6 separate regions of the Zea mays genome follow, and all the other regions are linked to region 4. Evidence: chromatin contacts called from public Hi-C data. All regions are on one chromosome and are shown on one strand. Each heading gives the region's core, a stretch centred on a gene start, on an enhancer-like site or on the middle of the called end of the contact. The rest is flanking DNA. Distances are from core to core; before and after follow the strand shown.

Region 1 (2,700 bases), core at 25-2,524, 240 kb before region 4:
TTTGGAGCTTTTTGGCTTTAGGTCTTCTGGTTTAGACTCTTTCAGAAGTTTCTACTCAAAACCTCTGATGTGTCGGCACTCTTGCATAGTAGAGTGCGTAGTATGCTGACTCTGTGGATGGTACGTGCATCTCCCCTCCATTAATGTTATAGTATTTGAATGTAGTTAAATAGTTGGGAATAATGCAAACATTAATGTTTTAACTTTTAAATATGCTTGCTATAAAATGTATTTTATAATTAATATAATAATATGTGTTTGATGTCACAAATATTAGTGTTTTTTTTTCTTGAACATGATTTATTGAAAGACGATTTTTTTAAAATAAACCTATTTGACTCATCACTTCAGCTGGCAACGTACCTAACGATGACTGAAGGCTAGAAGATTCGAAGTTTACCTTAACCGTCGGATCCGTGGAATCGTCGAGAACCTGTACGATCACCCTATCCGACGGCCACCACATCCCGCATGCTGCTTCAATGGATAGCTTGTACACCTGCGCGCACACAAAAGAAAGGAACGGTACGGCATTATTTGCATTGCGTTGGTGCCGATGTGCCGAGGCGCCGCCAATGTACTGAGAGAGTGGACACGGACCTCCCGTTCGTTGTACATGGGGATTTGGACGAGCACCATGGGGTAGCCGACGCTGCAGCCGGCCTCCTCCTCGTCCCCGTCCACCTCGGCGGTGGGGCCGGCAATGGGGCACGGCGCCCGCCGGGGCAGAAGGCTGGCGGCGGCCAGGAACACGGCGTCGGCGAGGAGCATGGCCGACAGGGCCAGGCAGACCCACGACGCGGCGGCCAGCGCCGGCGCCACTGCCGCCGCGCGCGCCGCGTCCCACGCGGCCCGCAGCGCCTCGCCGCCTGACGACGGAAGCAACCGGCGCGGAAGCAGGGTCGTCGACCCGTCAAGGTCGAGCCATGCTCCCGCCACCGCGGCTAAGGAGGCTATTGCCGCCGTACCGGCCATTGCTCACGCCTTCCCGCACGCGCGTCCGCGTCCGCCTGCCCTCTCGGCCTCTCCGGTGCGGCCTGCGGCCCTCAGGAGCTGCAGCCTGCAGCTTTTGGAGACGTTGTCGTTGCTTTTCCTGGGTCGCGTCGGTGGCTCGGTGCGGGAGGTGAGTGATGACTGATGAGATGAGTGATGAGGCTAGTGGTGGTGCAGTACAAGAAGCTCACGAGATGATCGCTCTGATTCGCCGGCTTAACCACAGCTTTGATTTCCGACATGTTAGCCAACGCGCACCAGACCCCACAGTTCAGTGTTGAGGGCTAGTGGCTCACTACCTCTTGCGCTACGAGCATCACGCTCCTTGGCCTACTTGTTGCCTTGTTGGTCGGTATCACGTATCGGTACCGCCCGTGGGCCCAGTGTCTGTTTGCCGGCCCCAGTGTCGCTTCCGTCCGCAGTTCCTCGAGACCACAACGCATGGCAGGCTTTGTAGTCATTGGCCCATCAGCAACAGCAACCCAAGGCCAAGGGATGAGAGGAAATGCCAAGAGCGAACGTGTTCGTTCGTTCGTGGTGGTTGGCTTGCTGCTGCCGCCCGACGAAACGTCGCCGTCGCGGCCGCGCCCCCATCCCGACCGGCCGGCCGGCCGGCCACGAATGGTATGGATGGACGGGCCAGAGCTTTTGATGCCCCCGTTTTTGGATGCTCCCTCGTCGTGTTTCTGGTGCCCAGCAACAATGATATACGGCGAAAATAAATCAACCACCACACACACCTCCCCTACGGTGGTACCCCTTGGGTCGCGCACGGAAGGAGGATGCACAGAACAGCTCAGCCGGACGCATCCGTTCCGTCCCGCATGCACGTGCACGAGAAGATGACGAGTCCAGAATGTTTTGTTTCTGAATTAAAACAGCAGAACTGGTTATTTTTTCAAAACTACGCATTATGTTCAGAAAAAAACACTTTTGCCACACTCCTGCGGAGCTAGTAGACTGCATTGTTCATTCAGTAGAATTTAAAAAAGGAAATGCTACTGGAGATAGCCCGCCTACGAGGCCTTTTCTTCCGCTCGAGAGGCTCCTAAGGTGACGAGAAGACCAAAATATCACATAAACAAAGTGGGAATAGACTTTTTTTCGAATTTCTTTTACAACTACTCCCTCCGTACTAAAATGATTGTCGTTTTCACTTTTCGAGAAGTCAAAGATTTTTAACTTTGACCAAATATATATAACAAAATATTAATATTTATAGTAGATAATTAGCACCATTAGATAGATCTTTAAATCTATTTTCTTAATAAACTTATTTGGAGATACAAATATTGATAATCTTTCCTGTAAATCTAGTCAAACTTGAGAAACTTTGATCGTCATGAATACCATAGTGACAAATATTTTGGGACGAAGGGACTAGATGCAATGAACTAGAGCAATACGTAGACCACATACATTTGTTCGTAACTTGCGCATAAAATTGCATAGCTTTAAACTCTCTCTCTATCTCTCTTTATATATATATACCTAAAAAATTGAACTATTGAACTATGCCTATAGAGTTATAGCTCAAACCAAATTTGAACATACTACGTGGTTGGAGTTGAAGGTGTCCTCTTGTAAGCCTGAAAACCATTTGGACCAATGTTGGAGGATAACATAAAACTGAGGTATGGAGCAACGGTGAAGGATAAGATAAAAGTGAGGTATGGATGAGAGAGAGAAAATAGATAACAAGATTTG
Region 2 (2,873 bases), core at 269-2,768, 130 kb before region 4:
ATCTTGTGGCATTCATCCTTCTGATAGAATAAGGGCATTGCTTTCCTTTGTCCTTCTGCTGAATGCTGCCATTAACAGAAACTGCATCATCATATGCAAGGGCTGTATTGAGTTCCCTCCATGCAACTCCAGCTTCCTTGATTGCCTCTACTCCATCTGGTAGGATATGAACATGAGATAATAGCTGTTTCAAATGATTCCAAGAATGTAAAGATTGAAGTTCTCTATCAGAGAGATTTCTGGTAATGGAAAGGTTGGAAGCCAAGAGTCCAGTTGATATTACTTCAGAAGAAATCTGTAGATTCTGGATTGCAGGTGGGTTTGGAACATCCAACCAATGTAATTCTGCCGTCCTGTTTTGCTGGAAAACATACTGAAGCGAGTTTTCTACAAGTGGGTTATCCAATATCACATATCTTAACATCAAGATGATGAACAAAGATACAATGGCAAAGCCGCCATGCCATTTCTTCATCATTCAAAACCTTACGACAAGTTGTGTCTGGAGTTTGCATTCACTATATCTTCAATCTAAAGCATGGCATAAATTCAGAACAGCAATTTAGAACCACAATCCAATCAGAAAGTTGAACAAATTCCTGCTGTGCTGTCACCCTGATGTGGTGTATTCAACAACTCTTCAACGTAACCAAACATTCCCAGGTGTATCCAGAAAGCTTCATAACCACAAGGAAGCGTACCAACGAAACTTGATGCAGGTAGGAGTGTCCTACCTACCAGAAGAAAAAAGCAGACAAGAATAAATTTTATCCTGTAAAAGGAAGAAGGTGGCCGCTCATTAATGTTTTTTCGCACTGCACTAGAGATGTTGGTTGCATAAAAAAGGTCTCAAAATAGACAGCGAGAATCTAGCCTTCTAGCGTCATCGCACAAACCGCGCCGACAAATTTCTTTTTTAAGTGTTTTTTAAAAAGAAAGAGCATCACTCAGATACTGTTTCACCTTTAGAAATTCGCAGATCACCAAAGTCCCTACGAAATCTAGCGCACGCCACACGGGAAATAAAAAAAATGAAGCAGGCGGCAAAGCTCACGAGCACGCGAACCCCAAATTTCGCAGGAAATCGCTACACGACAGGGTCAGCCTCCGCACGATCGCCCCCCATCTCGCAATGTGTAACTCGAAGCCCGCAAAGCATAAGCCCAATGCCAGAACCACTGACCAGGAATCCACCGCCGCCGCCGCCACCCGGCTGCTAGCCCACTTCGCCTGAGTCCTGCCTAACCTCGCCGGCGCAGGCACCGCCTGAACAACGGAGCTAGCGAGCAGCAAGGACTGAGGAAGCCAGCGAGCCCAGGAGCGAAGTACGAACAAGTCAGGTGAAGGCAGGACGGGAGCGCAGGAGGGAAGTCAGAGACGGTGTGAGAAGGGAGCCTGTGAGGAGGCTGCTTCAGGTCCACGCCACGGACCGACCGACCGCGACAGGGCAAATAGGCGCCGTCGCGTGTCGGAGGGCCGGGCTCGCTCGGTCAGTCTCTTTTCCCTTTCGCGTCGGGCAGCGATTTGCGAGGGGTGGGTAACTGGGTAATGGGTAGGTGAGAGGGTGCGTGCCGTTTAGGTTGGCCGGGGCCAGACTGCGACCATGTTTGGCATAATTGCTTAAGAAGACAGTGAAAATCAGCTTCTGGTTATTGTCTATTTTTAATTTAGTCCGAGAAGTAGCTGAACTAATAAATTGTTGTAGAAGCTTTCTGTTTGGCACATATTTTGTTTATATCTGTGAAGAAGCTGAAAATAAGTTGTACCAAACAGGGTCTGCGGCCGCGTGATGTGGACGATCTCGCTCGTTAGCCTCTGTTGCTATAGCGGTCTGCGTGAAGGAAAGCAGAAGAACGACTTTGTACGAGCGGATTAGTGGACACTCGGTCGTAGGACCGAGGCCTCCCCCACACACACCCCATACGATACAACTGATTTTAAACCCATGCTCATGCCATCTCAACAGGTCGTATAAACGATTGTGCAAATTACTGTTTACACTATAGATTTAACTGTTTGCATAGTGAAGTTTAAAATAGGGAGTGAGATAGAGTCCGCTGAAGATAGTCTCATACCAGATAGCATCCATTATGACCTAGCATAGAGAATCTCATTCTAGAATTTCATTATTAGTTAAACATGTTCTGAATTTTGTGCCACAGTCTCACAATCTCAACATAAGTTGATAATATAATTTGTATTAGATTTTGTGCAGTATGTGTTGATGTCTTTTTGGGCCAAACATCAACGACCTCTAGAGCCTGCTCATGAGAACAGGACCTTAGATGTCCTCTCTATGGGAGTGCGGGCTATCCGTGTGGAGGCACCGGACCATCCACGACAACGCATAGAGCTTCGCTCTTCTCTACAGGCTGGCAGACCGTAGGCATGTAGGCGACGGACCGTCCACGATGGCACAAGGTACTTCACATAGAACCTAGATCTCGCTTCTTGGAAAGGACCCTGTCGGAGTCTCGGGGAGGAGAGATCGTAGGGTTGCTTCACAATCGACAGGCCACCCAAAGCACCTCTAAACGACGTAAAGCCGAAGAGGTAAAGATTGAGGTTGTGGAACTACAACTAAGACTAAATTATGGTTAGACTACTCCTAGATCAAATGCATTAGGTAAAATTGGTTTGATAGATCGATTGTTGGTTGATTCAATCGATATTACCCCTTCATGTATATGGGTGAGTTTTGGACCTGTTTCTAGGCGAAACCCTAGAGTTTCCCATGAGTTAGTAGGATAACCTTCCATGGAATAAGCTTAACATGTTCGCTTCGGATTAAAGTCAGCTTTCGAACTACTGCAGTTGCAATCCATGGAGACAAAACACTATAGAAGTAGTATAAGCCGGTACGGATTAAAGCC
Region 3 (2,701 bases), core at 2-2,501, 160 kb after region 4:
CGTTGTGTACGTGAATTCTGATTCTAACACGTACATAGTTCGTATTTGATTTGTCTTCTAAAACCAGGTGTGACATAAGTATGGTCCTCTAAGCCTCCAACGGCCCCCCTCTTTGGCTCTCTCTTGTGGGGGGAGGGATAAATAAATCCCCCGAAATACGGGTGAGCCCTAATATTTCCCCTTTCACTAGTCAGTGCTTTTAATTGTGAAATTAATTCTTTTCAAATTTAATTAACTAACAATGGATATTATGCAACCATAAATATTGTATAATTTTTTTACAATCCAAAAATCGATGTATAAAAGTTAAATTAGCATATAGCCCGTGATAACGCTACGATCTCTATGAGGGGAGAGGGTCCTGTAGATATTATTTGGTTTGTGATTGATAGATGGAACAGTTTCATAGCTTGTTATAGTGGCCAGACCCCCAAAACACACACTGTGTCACAAGTAGCACAATTGTGACATTAATGGTAAGCTGCACGAGCAAATCCACAATAATTTAAATTTTTTGTGGCAGAGGATTGTTAATTTGATGCATAAGAACATGATAGGCTCAATATTTTTACAGAAAAAAAATCTTTATCCCCAAGGGCTTCACCTAAAAATATATTCGAACCCCATATATCACCAAAACAAATCAATAAATCCTCTTTATCTTCCCAAACCATTTGAGTTAGGTCAATGAGCTGAGAATGATGGCAAGATCATCTCAAGAACTCCATCCCAACAGCTTCTGCCTTGAGCAAAACGCTTTATTGAATGGATAGCATGCTAGGAAACCAAGCATTACGAACAATGGTGAATAGATGTTGGTAGATCTTAAGATGGTACACGGTTTTTGGTCCAAGACAATTTGACCAAACTAAACCCCACAGTGAAAGAAATTAATTTGACGCCAATTTGACAACAACATTAAGTCTATGGAGCACTCGATAGGGACATTGTCCATTACCGGGTCAGAAAGTGGAGATGAGGAATTTGAGACGTTTACCTCACTCGACGTCGGCTGTAGATCCGTGCATGGCGCTTGACTTGAGTAGTCGACCGATGGTGGGCTCCTGCGCTGCACCTTGGCCCCACTGGCGCTGTCCCGGAGGCCGCCCTTGCCGAACAGCGAGCACCCGCTGTGCCGCTCCCGATGCATACCCGAGCACCGAGGGTGAAGGGGAGAGAGATGAGCGACGACCAAGCCAGCACGAGGCACGAACAAGGACAGATCTGATGGGAGTGCAACTGTGCTGTAGTTGGCGGGCACCATAGCCAGTGGACCTTCCCTTGAATTGGACCCGCATTCTAGGCCGTGAAATGGACCGAACCCTGGCCCAAGAAAAAGGAATAGTTACAATCGAGTCCAGGATCAAGTATACGAGTAGCACACTGAAACTGAGCCCAGAGACAAGGAACCCTCTCCTGACTATATAATGCGAGCAAGTGATACACTGTTGGTTAGATTCTATTCATTATACTAATCTCATTTGTTACTCACATAAGAGAGCCCTGCCCTGTGCCTCGGCGGGTGACGGGGTCGCGGGTAAGGGCCAGCGGCGGACCAAAGGGTTTAGGGGACCGGGGCAAATTTAAAATAGAGTCCGATTAAACTATTGTTATATAAAAATGATACTAATATATAAACTCAAGACACATCTAAAAAATGTTTATATCAAGCAATAAATAAATAAAAAGATACATATTATAATATTATCTTAAAAGTTATTTTAACATGTTTAAATACGACCGGGTTGTGAACGTTTCGTGGCTGCTAATTATTCGACATTTCACGATTAAGCTATTATGTCTGATAGCCTAATTACTGAATGTATAACTTGTCGGCGTTTCGACCCCGGGGGGTCCTTAGACCAACGAGTAAATTGTCGCTGTGTGTCCCAGCCCAGATGGGTCGGCGCGAGATGGAACACAAGGGGGAAAAAAGGGGAACCGCGGCTCGTGTTATCCTGCGCCCAGGGCGGATGCGCTTGCAGTAGGGGGTTACAAGCGTTCGCGAGAGAGGGAGAGAGCATGTTCGTCAGCCCATCCTCCCGCGCGGCCACCTTCTCGTACGAGGGCCCTGGACCTTCCTTTTATAGATGTAAGGAGAGGGCCCAGGTGTACAATGGGGGGTGTAGCAGTATGCTAACGTGTCCGGCAGAGAGGAGCCAGAGTCCTATGTACATGCCGACGTGGCTGTAAAAGAGGTGTTAGTGCCCTGTGCATGTGGCGTCGTGGCCATCGGAGGAGCGCTTGAGCCCTGTAGAAGCACAACTGTCGGGGCTGACGGGACCTTGCTGACGTCTCCTTGCTTCCGTAAGGGGCTGAGAACCGCCGTCGTCATGGGAGCATGCGGGGTGCCATCATTACTTGTTTTACCGGGGCGAGCCAGATGGGACGCCGGTCTTGTTCCCCATAGCCTGAGCTGGCTAGGGGTAGGGTAATGATGTACCCCCCTGCGATGTGGTTGGTCCGAGCCCAAGGTCGGGCGGGGCGGAGACTCCTTCGAGGTCGAGGCTGAGTCCGAGCCCTGGGGTTGGGCGAGGCGGAGACCGTCTTCCGAGGTCGAGGTAGAGTCCGAGCCCTAGGGTCGGGCGAGGCGGAGATCGTCTTCCGAGGTCGAGGCGGGGGCTGAGCCCCAGGGTCGGGCGAGGCGGAGCTTCCTATGGCGCCTGAGGCTGGACTCGGCGGCTGTCAGCCTCACCCTGGC
Region 4 (2,700 bases), core at 35-2,534:
CTGCTTTCACAATCTCATATATTGTAATAGAAAATAGTGGTTAAAGAACATGCCAGAGATCATGTTGCGTCCAAAACATAAATAACTTTTACTGTACAAAGGAACTTACAACATTTAGTAGAAAACATAGAACATCAAAGCTAATTTCAATGTCCAGTGGATAGATCAAAGCTGAGAAATAAACAGTAACTTCCAGAATGTCTAGACTGATAATTGAGTGCACATGCAGTTACCAAGACAATACACTGTGACTTTCATTAAATACTTTGTACTTCATGAAATTGGATAGCATGCAAAAGAGAAGAGAGAATGCAGAAAGACAAACTGAGGGAGCCACAAGTCTGAGTGATAGCAAAAGGCTATAACGTTATCATAGTGCACTTGAGGTTGCTGTACTTTGATTCTGGTCTAGAATGATTTCAGTGGTAGGTCGGGTTTCCAATAACGGCCACAATCATTGTAACCTTAGCTGGATTTGTACAAAGCGATGGTTAATCAGACTATTCAATTTAAGTTGATCTGAGGAGTCAAGATTCATCCTGAACATGACTGACTGACCCACAAAAGTCCAATATAATTGTCAGGCAACTTCATGAGGAAAAGTCAATGCGAAAGGACCATTGATGCACACCTACTCAGCAAGCATCGGTAGGCATTGCTTTGAAACCCACTAAATCTTTGAACGGGCCCCACCATTGTTGATTCACTGCCCAAGATTCTTGCTGGGTCAGCATGAATTTTTACTGAACCAGGATCACAGATAACATAATCCAGCAGGGCGCTCTTCTCATCATAGGATGTAATCTGAGGTCACCATCCATGTCCATTACCAAGCTATCAAGCAGACACACAAAAAAATCATCAGAAGGTTGGATGTTCGTATGGAACTCAACCTCTGTCTAACCTAAAGCCCATTCTGTGGTCGTGGGTTCCCCCTTTTCTTGAATTGGCACATGCTAGCAGCCCGTAGTAGTATTGTCTAGTTTACTCTTTGTGTCACGCAGTAAAGGAGAATAGGAGGTGGAACCAAAAGTTACACGAGCCACCAAATCAGCACGGAATAAATGAGATGAAGATGCAATATAGCAGGAGAAGCACGAACCGAGTGTAAGATATGGCCGCGCTTCGTGTTTGCAACTGATGAGAATGCCTCCATTATCAGCGCACCCGCATTGACCCTTGTGCCGTGCGTCACCACTATGACTCGAAAGAAACTGCGCCGACAAAATAATAGCCTGCTGGGTGCTGGTACAGCGCACTTGCCACCGGAGGCCACATGAAACATCTAATCAATGGCGAGATGGCGGTGGAAGCCAGCGCTGCACAGCTCGACTCGCCGGAATGTTAGTCAATTGCGAAAAAGAAACTATCGGTTCCCGCAGCAGTGCGGCTCGCCGCGGTCGGTGCAGTGGTGGCCCTGAATGTGGGGGCAGAGGGGCGGTCGCCCCGGGCCCCCGAATTTATAGGGCCCAATTATAGTTATGTGATCCAATAGCTCATCAACAAAGTAATGAATATCTAAACATGTTAAAGAAAATTTTAAGGTGATACTATAATATATATCCTTTTATTTACGTATTATTTGATATAAATATTTTTAGATGTATTTTAAGTGTTTAAGTAGTAACATTTTTATATTAAAAATAATTTGAAGGGCCTCTATTTGAAACATTGTCCTGGTCCCCTAAAACGTTAGGACCGCCGCTGGGTCGGTGGGTGCTGGTCGCCCCGCCGTCGAGGCCGTCGGCACTAGGCACGCACAGTCGAAAGAAAAAATCCGCCGCCTCGCCGGGAGTCGTGCGGAAGTGAGAATGGGCCGATGGGCTGCCATGTATTACAGACCCCCAAAGAGCCTGCCCTTTTTCTAGAGGACCAAGAGGCCTGGTCGGTGGTGCAGCACAGGAAACAATCGGGCCGCATTTGGGAACCCCGTGTCCGTGATCAAGGCCTACTGCATGATGCAGCGGGAGTCCACAAGCGACTAGTTAAATGACATACGGCCTGTCTATTTTTGTACAGAAATCGTATACGAAATAAAGATATGACATTGTTTTTTTTACCATGAGTTATCGTATGTGAGACTTGATCCTAGGCTCTTGGCACACATTTGAGATGCATCTAGATTTGTCCTTAAATTCGGGTGTGACACAGCACCGCTGGTGCTACCACAGTTTCATCCTCCACGTCCGCTCCACGCGCCCCGTGCGCTACTGCGCCTGCCCAGCAACTAACACCCACCCGTACAAAAAATAGTGCAGAGTGAGCACTCGAACTATACCCTCCTGCTTCATAAATTTAGAGATAACCATCAAACCACATATACCATATTATTTAAAAATAAACAATTATTATATTTAAATAAATATATTAATATATATTTATATAATAAATAATAACCGTAGAAAAGCACGAGCAACTAACTAGTTAAATGAATAAGATGGGCTAGCCCGTTAAATCAAACACTAGCCCTCCGGAACCGCAAGCCTACATGGCTACATGATGCGGAAGCGGAAGCCGCACTTCAGAAGAAAAAAAAAAGGCAAGCCTACCGGCTAGCTAGCGCGTGCAACTGCCTCGGCCCATTTTCCACACAGGCTTGATTCAGAAACCGCGCGAGGCTGACCCAGAGAAGAAAAAGAAAGCACTTGCCGATCCTCGTGTCCAGCCCATCTATATCATATCGGCTTATCTTATCTGCCA
Region 5 (2,700 bases), core at 129-2,628, 210 kb before region 4:
TTTACGTGGATTCAACACCGCGCATCTTATGAGATACAAGTTTCCAGCTATGAAACTCAAGTTCTCAACTTGTAGATTCACCATATATGTAAGATGATGAGAAAACAGGAAATCTAAAGAAAACAGAAGGGCAAGTGTACTACCATAACACGATGTCCTCTTCTCGCTAAAGCCTTGGGTAAAGCTCCCACAACATCTCCAAGACCACCTAAAATATTCGACAATTGCTCACATCACACATCAGTAACTCCATCAAACTCAAACGAAAAGCAGTTCTGAAAGAATCCGCTAAGAGTAATGTTCTTGCCTGTTTTGCACCATGGAGAACATTCAGCAGCCACCACGATCACGTTCATAACATTCTCCCCGGCCAAAGGCCCAGAATCATTGTCCCCATAATGTTCAAAAGAACCAGCATCATCTGCACCAACCCTGGAATCATCCTTCGCTTCGTCAGGCTCGTCAAAACCGATGTATTTCTTGAAATCCCAAGTGGCCTCCTGTACTAATGGCTCAACTGTAGGAGGTGCAATTCCATTTGAATCTCCGTCAACCTGTGCATATTTCTTTTCAGCAAGCGCAGCAATACCATCGGTGTCAGGATTGGGAATGGAAACCGGCGGCACGGAGTTTACCGCAGGCGATTCATGCAGTGGCTTCGGGGCTGGGAGGACAGTCTCCGGCGCTATGTCCCCAGAGGGAAGGATCATCCTGTAGCCCGGCGCTGGGAACTTCACTATGCTCGTCGGCGGCGCGGCGACGATGGACTTGATCTCAACGTCCGCCAATGCGGCGTTCTGGCAGGACGCGGCGCCGGTCCTGGCCGTGTTTCCCGTCGCGGAGCCGTACCGGCCGACCGGCTGAAGAGGATCCCTCCGTTTGGAGACCTGATCATGAACGCACGTAGGTTTCAGAAAACAAACAGTGATCCAAATCGAGGTCCAGGGGGTATAGAACTATAGATACAAGATATATGCGTCGACCAACTAACCGCATTGCGCCGAGCGCGGGGCAACCTGGCGGCGTCGCCGCTCCTCTCCGGCGGCGCGTCCTTGCCCCCGGCCTCAGCCTCAGCGCGCACCAGCGCTGCGTCCCGGGGCGCGCGCGGCGGCGACGGTGGCGCCCAGAACGCGAAACTCAGGCTGGCGCCGGTGTGGAACGGCGAGGAGCCGACCCTAGCCCGCCTGCGGCCCCCGGGGGAGGCGGAGGCGAGCGCGAGGAAGAAGGTGGAGGAAGAGGACGACACGGCCGCCGACGACATGGCGGCGGGATCGATCGGGGCGGGGCGGAAGCTCGTCCAATGGGCGCGGGGTCGCGCCGCCGGCAGTGCCGCACGGGAGCGCAGCGCACGCGGTGGGCAGCGGACAGCGGTAGAGTGGGGAGTGGCGAGTGAGGAGGGTTTACGGCACCCCGTGAGGTTGTTGTGTGGCTGGCGAATAGGGCCAAGCGGATCACGGCGGGGACGCCGTGACGGAGCCAGGCGTCGCGCGAACGGCCTCCCGTCGTTTGCTCGCGCTTTTGCGGCTGTGGCGCGCGCACTTGGAAAGAAGCGGCCGGCGCACGAGCAGGAGCCAGCTGCCAGCCGTTTCCTTGGTGTGCTTCGGCTACCTACGGCAGCCCAGCGAGAGGCCGTGCTTTGCCAATCACACGTGGGCCCGGAGTTTCACTGGTCCCACCCGTCGGCCGCACGAGTGGACCCGAGGGGTTTTGCTACTTGGAAAGGTGGCACGATGGAAAATGGCGTGCTTCGGGGTATGGATCTTGTATAAGCAGCGGGGCCCACTTTATAGAGAGCAATAGAGTGGCGTGCTGACAGTCGGGCTGTGCCTTGGAAGGAAGCATGATCGAAAGGGTGCAGTGTTTGGTCACTCAGCTGAAAGGTAAGCATAGGCTAGACGGCTACACCCGACGGCGGAGGATGGTGCCGTGGACACGGTAAAGAGCAGACTGCAGGAATCCCATGTTTCAAAAAAAGAGAAAAGCAAGTTCCATCTCTCGAAAAAAAAAACCGTCAACAGTTGACATGTTCCACCGACGGCAACCTTCATCGCGGCGGCGGCACAAAATCCTGATTGAAATTTGTTTTCCTCCTCCTCCCTCCTCCCTTTCTCTGTGGGACATCTTTCTATGGCTTGCTTGCGTTTCGTAGGGACGTAGTGTTGTTGTTTCTCTAGTTATGGGGCCATGGAGGGGGTTGGGGTCTGAGGTGGAAGTTTTGGGTGATCCTTGGGTTGCGTCGGCGGTGTCGGGAGTCCAGTTGGCCTAGCCCGTGAGCTCGGTTTCAACAGATTGCGCCACATCCTCCATGGATGGATCGAGATCGTTGAAGGTTGTGGATACGAATGACCTAATTGGTAGGTTATCTCTCCCCCACCTCGCCGCTTTCTCCTCCTTGCTGTGGGTGGCCCTTCCACTTTTCGCATTGGCTTCCATGGGGGTTGGCGGTGGATCCAGCGTCAACCTCCCTCAGGCCGTGAGGAGTGGCCTCGTCTCAGATTCAGGATTTCTCGGTCGTTGCTGAAGGCCGAGAGGAGGGAGGCGAAAGACTGGACTCAGAAGTGGGAGCGGGGCAACAATAAGGAGAGTCCTCAAGAGCAGCAACAATGGGGAAGGAACAGGAACTTGAGCTGGAGATTGAAGCCACCTATAGGAAGGATGCCAGTCAAGGGCGACTTCGTTGGATCGTCTTCATCCGGAGAG
Region 6 (2,700 bases), core at 75-2,574, 210 kb after region 4:
ACTCGACGGCGGCGTACGACTATAATTCACCGGACCGTCCGGTGGTGCACCGGACTGTCCGGTGAGTCGTCCGCAGCGAAGTCGTCGCTCTCGGGAAAAGTTCAACGACGTACGGCTAAAATTCACCAGACAGTTCGGTGGTGCACCGGACTTTCCGGTGAGCCAACGGCCGCTAGCGCAACGGTCGACCGCCAAATCCGCGGCCGACGCGTGGCCCGCTCCAACGGTCGGCAGGGGGCACCGGACTGTCCGGTGTGCACCGGACAATGTCCGGTGCGCCAACGGGCCCGACGCTGCAACGGTCGGCTCCACCAGATTAAGAAGGAGATCGCGCACCGGACATGAACAGTGGCTGTCCGGTGGTGCACCGGACTGTCCGGTGCGCCACCCGACAGAAGGCAACTTTGGCCTTCCAAGAATGCCTCCAACGACTTCTAGCTGCCTTGGGGCTATAAAAGGGACCCCTAGGCGCATAGAGGAGTCATCCAAGCATACTTTGAGCATTCTAAGTCTTCTACACTCCGTCTTTGCGCACTTGATTGACTTTGTTAGTGATTTGAGCTCTGTTCTAGTAGTGAACTCGCTGTGCTTCATTCGAGCTCAAGTCTTGGCTTGTGTGTGTGCGTATTGCTGCGAATTTGTGTGTGTTGCTTCCCACCCTTACTCTTGTGCTCTCACTTTGATATTTGTTGTAAGGGCGAGAGACTCCAACTTGTGGAGATTCCTCGCAAACGGGAAAAAAGATAAGCAAAGAAGAACACCGTGGTATTCAAGTTGATCATTGGATCACTTGAAAGGGGTTGAGTGCAACCCTCGTCCATCGGGACGCCACAACGCGGAGGTAGGCAAGTGTTATACTTGCCGAACCACGGGATAAACTCGCGTGTCTTTTGTGATTGTTTTTCTGTGATACTTGTGTGGTTGCAAGAGCTCGCTACTTAGCCATTCTAATACTTAACCAAGTTTTGTGGCTATTAGTTATTGAATTTTACAGGATCACTTATTCACCCCCTCTAGGTGCTCTCACACCTCTTAGTTGAAGAAACGAGCGAACATGTGAGCTATAAAAAAGTTGTTGGATTCCTTTTGAACTCATAAATTTCTCGCCATTTCAACAAAGATAAAAGTAATAATTGTTCTTGTCAATTTAATATTTATATATGGATTATATATTTATTTAATATTTTTTATTTTTATTTTTTGGATATTAAATATGGATGTGTGCATTGTAGCGATGAACATCTATATCATAAAGTAGGAGCATTATACTATTTTATTTAAATATAAATAGAGAGCAGGTAGAGGGAATTGAGTGTGAGAAAAGATCGTAACCCTAATCGGACAAAATCGGGCTATCTTCTTCCTATATATCCCGTCGCCGCTGCCTCGGCCGTTTCATGTCCAGGTAAAAGGAAAAATCGCCCCATCCCCTGACTATCACTGGCTCACTGCCCTTCCACCTACAGGTTCCAGGTATGTCGCCCCCTTCCTCGGCCGCTCCGCATAGTAGAGTCATTTCCCACAAGTTCTCTCTCGAATCGGTTAGAATGGTAGGGTTTCCCCCAAAAAATCCCTTGTTAGGGGTACGATTGATTCCCCCAAACTTCGAACCGGTTAGAACCGTAGATTTTTTCCTCAAAAATCCTTGTTAGGAGCACGGTCGATTCCCCTAAAATTCGAATAGGTCAGAACCGTAGAATCCCCCCTCCCAAATTCCTTGTTAGGAGCACGATTCTTCTCTAGATCCGATAAAATCGTAGATCCCCTCCCCGAAAATGTTCGTTTATATGCTTCTATCCAGCCGTGCGCAATAACTGTCGATTGTGGTGGATCCAGGTCTGCTATTCGTTTATATGCTTTGATTCATCCGTGCGCAATAACTGTCGATTTGGTGGATCCAATTCTACTTTTGTGGTAATAATTCTCGTCTCCTCCTCAAATCTGCACCGAGCAGCGGCCATGGTGAAGAAGCCCAACGGTGTCGCCAAGGCCACGGCGACCTCTGCTGACGCGGCAGCCCAGCCATCCAAGGAGAATCCGTCCACCCCTGGGTTGGTCAAGGCCTCGAAGTTTAAGAAGAGAAAGGTCAAGGCCAACCGTGCGAAGCAGGCAGTCGCTGCAGCAGCTATTGACGAGGTCGCCCCTGTAGGTGCAGGCACTGGTGATGGCGATGCATCTGCATCAGCGGCTTTACCGCAACCATCCGATGTTGCCGAGGCATTACTTGTGGTGCAAACGCCAAAGTCAACCACTTTTGCTGAGGCATCACCTGTGGCACAGACGCAGAAGCCAGCCACTGATGCTGAAGGATTGGTGCCTGCACCAATACCAACCACTGCTGTAGCATCAGCTTCGTCGCCAAAGCCAAAACCAGCTCAAGCTAATGCTGATGCTGCAGCTGCAATTTCTGCCAGCAAGGGCAATGGTGTGGGTGCTGATAATAGTAGGGGTGATGGTGAGATGAAGAACAAGAAAGAGAGGGCCATGAGTGACAAGGGGAAGGAGGTTATGGAGGAAGGAGGAAGTAAGGGAAAGGGTAAGGGTAAGGGGAAGAAGGCTGTGGTCAAGAAGGAAGAAAGGGGTGACCGTAAGGTTGCAGGGTTTATATTCATGTGCAATGCAAAGACTAAGAAGGAGTGCTACCAGAGTCGCTTGTTTGGGATGCCTAGTGGGAAGATTGAAATGGTCAAGAAGATTAGG

What was found. Hi-C and Micro-C count contacts between places; a contact is called where the count stands out from the background.
Region 1: a Hi-C map of leaf shows a contact between it and region 4, with 5 times the contacts expected there. The contact joins the promoter of LOC103629938 here to the promoter of LOC103629935 in region 4. A contact is called at or near these places in 3 of 25 Hi-C or Micro-C datasets (leaf and tassel).
Region 2: a contact with region 4 is called in a Hi-C map of tassel, with 4 times the contacts expected there. The contact joins the promoter of LOC103629937 here to the promoter of LOC103629935 in region 4. A contact is called at or near these places in 12 of 25 Hi-C or Micro-C datasets (bundle sheath, ear, endosperm and 3 more).
Region 3: a Hi-C map of ear shows a contact between it and region 4, with 2.2 times the contacts expected there. The contact joins the enhancer-like site here to the promoter of LOC103629935 in region 4. A contact is called at or near these places in 2 of 25 Hi-C or Micro-C datasets (ear and leaf).
Region 5: a contact with region 4 is called in a Hi-C map of bundle sheath, with 2.2 times the contacts expected there. The contact joins the promoter of LOC542481 here to the promoter of LOC103629935 in region 4. A contact is called at or near these places in 3 of 25 Hi-C or Micro-C datasets (bundle sheath, ear and tassel).
Region 6: a contact with region 4 is called in a Hi-C map of leaf mesophyll, with 2.6 times the contacts expected there. The contact joins the promoter of LOC100502502 here to the promoter of LOC103629935 in region 4. A contact is called at or near these places in 7 of 25 Hi-C or Micro-C datasets (bundle sheath, ear, endosperm and 3 more).

Annotation. Positions count from the first base shown.
Region 1 is chr6:124,075,450-124,078,149 of Zm-B73-REFERENCE-NAM-5.0, reverse strand. It overlaps LOC103629938 (probable glucomannan 4-beta-mannosyltransferase 3), which reads right to left and starts at 1,274. Exons shown (of 9, transcript XR_004850286.1): 1 at 601-1,274; 2 at 401-499.
Region 2 is chr6:123,962,580-123,965,452 of Zm-B73-REFERENCE-NAM-5.0, reverse strand. It overlaps LOC103629937 (beta-1,3-galactosyltransferase GALT1), which reads right to left and starts at 1,518. Exons shown (of 8, transcript XM_008651038.4): 1 at 1,184-1,518; 2 at 1-734. The coding sequence starts at 478.
Region 3 is chr6:123,674,466-123,677,166 of Zm-B73-REFERENCE-NAM-5.0, reverse strand. No RefSeq gene overlaps it. Among protein-coding and RNA genes, the nearest start is that of LOC100502502, 54 kb to the right of the region's middle. Within about 2 kb of position 1,251, at least 16 of the 20 cell types and tissues checked have an H3K27ac peak or open chromatin away from gene starts, as enhancers often do. A contact at or near this core is called in ear and leaf, where this site is marked.
Region 4 is chr6:123,832,282-123,834,981 of Zm-B73-REFERENCE-NAM-5.0, reverse strand. It overlaps LOC103629935 (amino acid transporter AVT1I), which reads right to left and starts at 1,284. Exons shown (of 3, transcript XM_008651034.3): 1 at 1-1,284.
Region 5 is chr6:124,037,634-124,040,333 of Zm-B73-REFERENCE-NAM-5.0, reverse strand. LOC542481 (soluble starch synthase 2-3, chloroplastic/amyloplastic) reads right to left here and starts at 1,378. Exons shown (of 9, transcript NM_001301653.1): 1 at 992-1,378; 2 at 636-887; 3 at 308-554; 4 at 144-208. The coding sequence starts at 1,261.
Region 6 is chr6:123,620,274-123,622,973 of Zm-B73-REFERENCE-NAM-5.0, reverse strand. It overlaps LOC100502502 (DCD (Development and Cell Death) domain protein), which reads left to right and starts at 1,324. Exons shown (of 5, transcript NM_001196980.1): 1 at 1,324-1,405; 2 at 1,955-2,700. The coding sequence starts at 1,960.